Linked DNA regions of Hordeum vulgare: region 1 is linked to region 2. A link is a contact called in public Hi-C data. All regions are on one chromosome and are shown on one strand. The core of a region is the stretch at or near the end of the contact, and the rest is flanking DNA. Distances in the headings are between cores, read along the strand shown. Region 1 has its middle 44 kb from the start of LOC123427191. Region 2 holds the start of LOC123427189 (UPF0481 protein At3g47200-like).

Region 1 (3,745 bases), core at 289-2,788, 350 kb before region 2:
CAAACCATGGGTCTAGTCGCGAGTCAAGGATGGACTTGCGACTCAAACAACTAAACAAAACTATGATGCTAGTTGCAAGTAAAGGGTAGAATTCCAACTTGGACAACTACAAACTACGAGGCGAGTTCAGAGTCGAGGGTGAACTTGCAACTGGGATGAAAAACAAACCACGGGCCCAATTGTGATCCAATGATCGACTTTCAACTTTCATGAAACAAACACAACTCGAGTTGCGAGTTCATGATGAACTTGCAACCGGAACAACTACACAAAACTACGATGCGAGTTGCGAGTAGAGGGTGAACATGCAACTAGGACAACTACAAACTATGAGCCGACTTATGACTCGAGGGTGGACTTGGAACATGGATGAAAAACAAACTATGGACCGAGTTATGAGTCGAGGATAGACTTCTAACTTAGACAAGCAATATAACATGCCTTTCAACTTATACAACACATGCCAGATAAAATAGACACAAGAGAGGGCAAACAGAAAATTGCTCCACAAAATAGCATACATACAAGACGAACGAGCAAGCAAATGAACAAAAAAGAAACAAGGTAACACAATAATACTTTGGTCGACGACGCAAGAGCAAGGCTTTACGCGAAAATTAAAGCAGCAAGATCCAACTGATAACAACTTGAATGAAACATTGCAAAATCCCGTATTGATGATGTTTAAAAAAAGAGAGACAATGTCAAAATGAACTAAGAAGAAAACGACCGTGATAGAGCTTCTCTTTTCTTGTCTTTTCCAATTCTATGTTGCCGCCTAGAAACAACACATCGAAGCGAGTTGCCAACGCGCCTCGATAATGAGCCGACAAAACTGAAAGCAAACACGCCAGCAAACTAATGTGCGACACATAAAACATCGACTCGCGAGAGAATCGAGCGCTTGAACGTAAGTTAGAGAAACCAAATCAAGTGATGACAACCTTTGATGAGACATCCTCAAAAATCATCTAGATGTGATCCAGAAATTCCTTATAGAAGTTATTACCGAATTTGGAAAGATTTCACAATTTTCTTTAAAAATATTTATAAAATTACTCATGAAAATCTTATTCATGGATTTAACCAAAAAAAAGGAAAAGAAAAAGAAGCAGATATAGAAAATAGAGAAAAAGATGAAAAAAATTCGATCATGGGGAACCTCTCAAACTTAACAAAACTGTGAAAACTAGCACTTGCTTTGGAAACGGGCAGAAAGTACTTTGCACTTTGACTGCATAGTATTCGGTTACACATGGAGGGAATACATGCAACCTGGTAGTTATTTTTTTTTAATGTTAGCTATAGTTTTTACAATGAATACACAAAGCGTAAAAAGAATGACGCCTCGTTTCCACAAGCACGCGAATGGCTTAAAAACACAAAAACCAACTTAAAAGACTACAACTACCCAGGCAAAGCAAAGCTGGTAGCTATAACGCTAAGCGGCCCACGCAAAGCAAAGCAACATTGTTAGTCACACGTTGTTGAGAGCTCTTACCTGGGAACTCCGGCACACCCTATTTGAAAAACCGGCTCCTACAGCGGTTTGCAATGGCCCGGCCCATGTAGTGATGCTTCACGAACTTTTATTAGCCCGTGAACTGTTTTAGCCCGTGGATTTTCATTTTCGAAATTAGTGCACTTTCTTCAAAATTCCTGAAACTTTCTGAAAATCGACAAACATAATTTAAAATTCCTGAACTTATTTCATTTTTTCCTTTTGTGACATGTTTTTCTTTCCGTTTTCCTTTTTTATATGAAAACGAAGACACGTTGAATTTCTCAATTATTTTTTGAAAATATGAATGTTTTTAAATCAAAGAACAAATTTGAAAGCACGACCATTTTTTAAAACACGAACAATTTTTGAATCTTGAGAACAAATTTTAAAACTCTGAACAGATTTGGAACCGCGAGCAATATTTTAGAGCACGGACATTTTATGAATCTTGAATACAAAATTTTCAAACAGAGCACAATTTTGAAAAACCAGAACAAATTTGGAAGCATGAACAACTTTTTAAAAGTATGAACATTTTTTGAATCTTTACAACAAATTTGAAAATGAGAACAATTTTCAAAGATACTGAACAAATTCATAAACTTGAACATTTTTTGGAAACACGAACATTTCATCGAACTTGAGAAGAAATTTTGGAAAACAAGAACATTTTCTGAAAGACATTTTAAAATTATGAACATTTATTGAAAATTCAGAACATTTTTATAAAAAGTAAAATCATTTTTCGTAGTTCAAGAACATTTTTTATAATATTAACAAAATTTTAAAATCCAGAATATTTGTTAAAAAGCATAAACATTTTGCGAATTTGAAGAACATTTTTTGAAAATGGAGAGCATTTTCCGAAAATCCAGTATATCTGTGTAGGAAAGCAGAAATATTTCCTGATTGTTTCAAAAAAAAAATCTTGAACAAATTTGGAAGCGAGAACTATTTTCTAAAGCACGAACATTTTTTGAATCTTGAGAACAAAATTTGAAAATAGAGAACAATTTAGAAAAACCGTGAACAAATTTTGAAACTGAAAACAATTCTGAAAAATCTTAAACAAACTTGCAAGCGCGTAATTTTTTTTAAAATACGAACATTTTTTGAATCTTGAGAACAAAATTTTGAAAAGTAGAATTTTTGCGAAAAACCCCAATTTTTTTTGGAAAATTAGAACATATTTTGAAATTTTCTAAATTTCAAATAGTTTTGGAAATTTTCATTCTCAAGATAGTTCGGGGTTTTTCTAATTTTTGTTCCCTGCGCACATTGCGGCAGCTACTACTGCACCGTACAGGGCGGGAGCCCGACTGGACCAACCCAGTTGTGTTCCTTTTTTTTGTTAGTTTTTTATTTTATTTTTATTTCCTTTTTAGTTCTTTTTATTTTCCTTTTGTATATGATGAAAAACATTTTGCGAAATTCAATAACAATTTTGAAAAATCTTAAACAAATATTGGAGGCGTGAACAACTTTTTAACGCACGAATATTTTTTGAATCTTAAAAATAAAATTTCCAAAAGAGGAAAAATTTGAAAAACCCTGAAAAAATGTGAAAGCGCGAATAAATTTTTAAATAAGGAATATTTTTTGAATTCTGAGAACAAATTATGAAACAGAAAATAGTTTTGAAAAATCGTGAACAAATTTGGAACCACGAACAATTTTTAAATCACGCAAGTTTTTTGAAGCTTAAGAACCAAAATTTTAAAAGGAGAGTAAGTTTTAAAAATCCCAAACTCATTTGGAAGCGCGAACAATTTTTGAAAACACGAACATTCCTTGAATCTTGAGAACAAATTTTGAAACCGAGAACAACTTTGAAAAATCCTGAATAAATTTTGAAAGCGCGATTTTTGAAAAAAATCCTGAACAAATTTGGAAGCGCGAACAATTTTTAAATGCATGCACATTTTTTGAATCTTAAGAACAAAATTTTGAAATGGAGAACAATTTTTAAAAACCAACAAATTTGGAAGCGTGAACTATTTTTTAAAACACAAACATTTTTTGAATCTTGAGAACAAATTTTAAAACCAAGAACATTTTTTGGAAGCGCGAACAATTTTTTAGTCTTGAGAACTTTATATTGAAAAGGAGAGCAAATTTGAAAAAAAACCTGAACAAGTTTGGAAGCGCGAATACTTATTTAAAGCACGAACTTTTTTGAATCTTCAGAACATATTTAGAAACCGAGAACCATATTTAGTACAAACTTTGAAACCGAGAATA
Region 2 (3,748 bases), core at 248-2,747:
AATGAGTGAGAATTTTAGAGAGGAGATTCAAGCATAAACCAAATTTGTGGTTTCTTAGAAACTAAAACTAAAAATCCCACAACAAAAAACCGGATAGAAAGTTTTGTCAAACCAAAAGTCATCTCAAGAAATCTTATAAAAAGTTTTCTCAAGAATCAAGTTTCCTAAAAGATTTAAAAAGAGGTATTTTTTTTCCAATATCACACTTCAAAATTCTAAATTAAAAATCTATGGGTGTTACAGACCCTCATCCCCTGCACGCTCGAATTAAAAAAGGACGCCTATGGGTCACTAACACGTGGACCCGTGATGGACGGTCGTTATTAATAAAAATGACGCCGGCTTTGGCCGAGCGCCACGTGTAAACGGACGCGGACATGAGAAAGCGCACGTAACGTCCGCGCTGACGCAATTTTAAACCGAAAATGAATCCGCATGGACGCGAAAAGGACGCGGTTTATGTTTGGATCAACGCGTTGGGCATCAACTTTTGTTCATGCCGATCCATACAGATCCGAACGGAGGGACGGACGATTTGAATCGTTGTAATGGCGGCCGATCATTGCCTGCCACGGACACTGACTTGGAGAGAGACCCATGCTGGTAGTAATCGTGCCAAGTTAATGCCGTAGGCTCCGGCCACCACAATCCATGACCATCCTGATCAACGTCCTTGCAGTGACTCTCCACATACTGTAGGCCTTGCCTCGTCGGTAATGGGCACGGAGTGGTCAGTCAGTGGGCCGCAGTTTCTGCTGCTTTGATGCATGCAGTTCATGCGTGCGTCCCACTACCCCGTCACTCCCCACTTCCGAACGACACCCAACGGCTAGAAATCGCAAATCCGCCGTTTACATCCACAGTTCCACACTCCTCATCGCCGTCGACTTTCTGCTCCCCCTTACTTTTCACGGCGTGAGGTGGCTGGAGCTGATGCCCGTTTTGCGCCGGGTGGCTAGCCAACTTTTTTGGTCCTCAACAAAGCATCTGTTCACCTGAGCTCTATGTCGCGCACTAGCCTCGGCCACTAGCGAAGGGCCCATCACGCCGACCATTTCATTGGTGCACCGTTGACGTGCAACAATAACACATAACAAATGATCATCGGTAGGCAGTAGGCTCACTGTCAAGAGCTTGTCAAACATGACATTGAGTATTAGTTAAACATATCCGTTATTTGGATGAAAACGTCGGAGCATCAAGGGCTTGGAGCATGATTAGGATGACGTGATTGGTTGAATCTTACAGCAAAAGCGATGTTTGGATGCCTTGAAGTAAGCAAATTCCTCTGACGTGACCTATGATTTTTCTTCGTTGCCGATTAATTCATACAGGCCAGTTGAGGCATACGCTACGCTGTCAGTGCCACAACAACCATGATCCTTTCTTTTTGTTGAATAAGTAATAAAGATGGCTGCATGCATCATTCGATGCAGAGGCCAGGGCTCAACCTTCTTTTCTAAAAATGATCTTTTTTTTAAGGAAATTCCAATATTTCAGTACAGCACGAATAAGCAACACATTGATAACTCCATCATCAATCATTATCTGCCATTAAATTTTCGAGCCAAAAAGATCATCATCCTGCACGTTGCTTGCCATCCTTGATCTGTCTATAACGGGCCCAGTGAGACCTGGTAACCACGAGAGGAGACGCTGCACCCAGCAGGCCGGCCAGCCAAGCCAAGCTTTCGCCAATGGTTGCCGTCTTCAACAAGGACGTCCTGAGCTGGTACCTCATCACGCTCAAGCTCAAGGAGACCGTCGACGCCAACATCAAGAAGTCCCCGTCGCCGCACTGGCAGGCGCTTCCCCGCAGCCTGCTCGTCACCAACGCCACGCCGGGGGCAGCAGCAGAGACGTTGACGCGCCAAGACCGGGAGCAGCAGCAGGCCGCGATCCCGGCGCAGTCACCGGCGTACAGCCCCAAGCCGCAGGACCCGGAATGGGTGGTGACCATCCGCGGGAAGCTGGCGCAGGCGCGCGCGGAGGAGGCGGCGTGCCCTTGGGCGCGGCTGTCCGTGTACCGCGTGCCCAAGTCCCTCCGCGAGGGCGACGAGCGCGCCTACATGCCGCAGGTGGTGTCCATCGGCCCGCTCCACGCCGGCAAGCGGCGGCTGCGTGAGATGGAGCGGCACAAGTGGCGCGCGCTGCACCACGTGCTGAAGCGCACGGGCCACGACGTCACCGCCTACCTCGACGCCCTGCGGCCCATGGAGGAGCGTGTGAGGTCGTGCTACGACGGCCGCGTCGCCTGGATGCCGGGCAACGAGTTCGCCCAGTGCCTGGTGCTGGACGGGACCTTCGTGCTGGAGCTGTTCCGCGGCGCGCTGGACGACGCCAAGGGGTTCGTGGACGACCTGGGCTACTCGCGGCACGACCCAGTCTTCGCGATGCGCGGCGCCATGCACGCCATCCGCAACGACATGATCCTGCTCGAGAACCAGATACCGCTGTTCGTGCTGGACCTCCTGCTCGGGATCCAGCTCGGCCACCCGGAGCAGACGGGGGCCGTGGCCAGCCTCGCCGTGCGGTTCTTCGACCCGCTGATGCCGACCGACACGCCGCTGCACCGGAAGGACCGGTTCAAGCTGGAGTCGTCCGTGGACGCCGACGCGGCGTTCGACCCGCTGTCGGACCCGATGCTGCACTGCCTGGACGTGTTCCGGCGCAGCCTCCTCCGCGCCGGGATGCAGCCCACACCGCCGCCGGCGGCGCGGCTGTGGCTGAAGAAGTGGTCCGGGCTGCGGCGCGTGGCCGACAAGCGGCGGCAGCAGTTCGTGCACTGCGTGTCGGAGCTCCGGGAGGCGGGCATCCGGTGCCGGCGGCGCAACACGGACCGGTTCTGGGACATCAGGTTCGACAAGGGGGTGCTCCACATCCCGCGCATCCTCATCCACGACGGCACCAAGGCGCTGTTCCTGAACCTGATCGCGTTCGAGCAGTGCCACATGGACATCGCCACGCCGGGCGGCAACAACATCACCTCCTACGCCATCTTCATGGACAACCTCATCAACTCGGCGGAGGACGTCAAGTACCTGCACGACCGGGGCATCATCGAGCACTGGCTGGGCAGCGACGGCGAGGTGGCGGAGCTGTTCAACCGGCTCTGCCTGGAGGTGGTGTTCGACATCAACGACAGCTACCTCTCCGGGCTGTCGGACCAGGTGAACAGGTACTACGACCACAAGTGGAGCACGTGGGTGGCCAGCCTGCAGCACAACTACTTCACCAACCCATGGGCGATCGTCTCCGTCGTCGCCGGCGTCTTCCTGCTGCTGCTCACCATGATGCAGACCTTCTACAGCGCCTACAGCTACTATCGGCCGCCGGCCTAGCATTTGCTCCAGCTCCAGCAGGTGGATTGGACTACAGGTCGACATTTTTTCTTTCTTTGTTGCTTGCGTTACAGTTTTGATTGATTGATTGGTTGGTTCTCTTGTGAAGGAAGAACTCTTCTCTCCCCCTTTGAGTTGCATCCTGTGAATATACTCGGTTCTGGTGGGAGAAGGTTTTTGTGACTAATAAGCAAATTCATTGTGTTAAGTGTCTGTTCTTGGGACATCTTCAGGGGTTTGGACGCCCTCATGCATGATTGTGGAGACGAGACTCCATTTGGAACACTGAAATTTTCTGCATCTGCACATTTTCTGTGCTTGTGCCGTTGACAATCCGGGTGCTACACGACGCGTGCACATTCTAATTTTAGCGACTACGGAGGATTATCCCATTGAGCATTTGCGAG

The links. A called contact is a pair of places that touch in the nucleus more often than the background predicts.
Region 1: a contact with region 2 is called in a Hi-C map of leaf, with 3 times the contacts expected there. The contact joins the enhancer-like site here to the promoter of LOC123427189 in region 2. A contact is called at or near these places in 2 of 6 Hi-C or Micro-C datasets (leaf and seedling).

Annotation. Positions count from the first base shown.
Region 1 is chr2H:551,767,039-551,770,783 of MorexV3_pseudomolecules_assembly, reverse strand. No RefSeq gene overlaps it. Among protein-coding and RNA genes, the nearest start is that of LOC123427191, 44 kb to the left of the region's middle. Within about 2 kb of position 1,538, at least 2 of the 3 cell types and tissues checked have open chromatin away from gene starts, as enhancers often do. A contact at or near this core is called in leaf, where this site is marked.
Region 2 is chr2H:551,416,310-551,420,057 of MorexV3_pseudomolecules_assembly, reverse strand. LOC123427189 (UPF0481 protein At3g47200-like) reads left to right here and starts at 1,497. Exons shown (of 1, transcript XM_045111169.1): 1 at 1,497-3,624. The coding sequence starts at 1,698. The coding sequence ends at 3,341.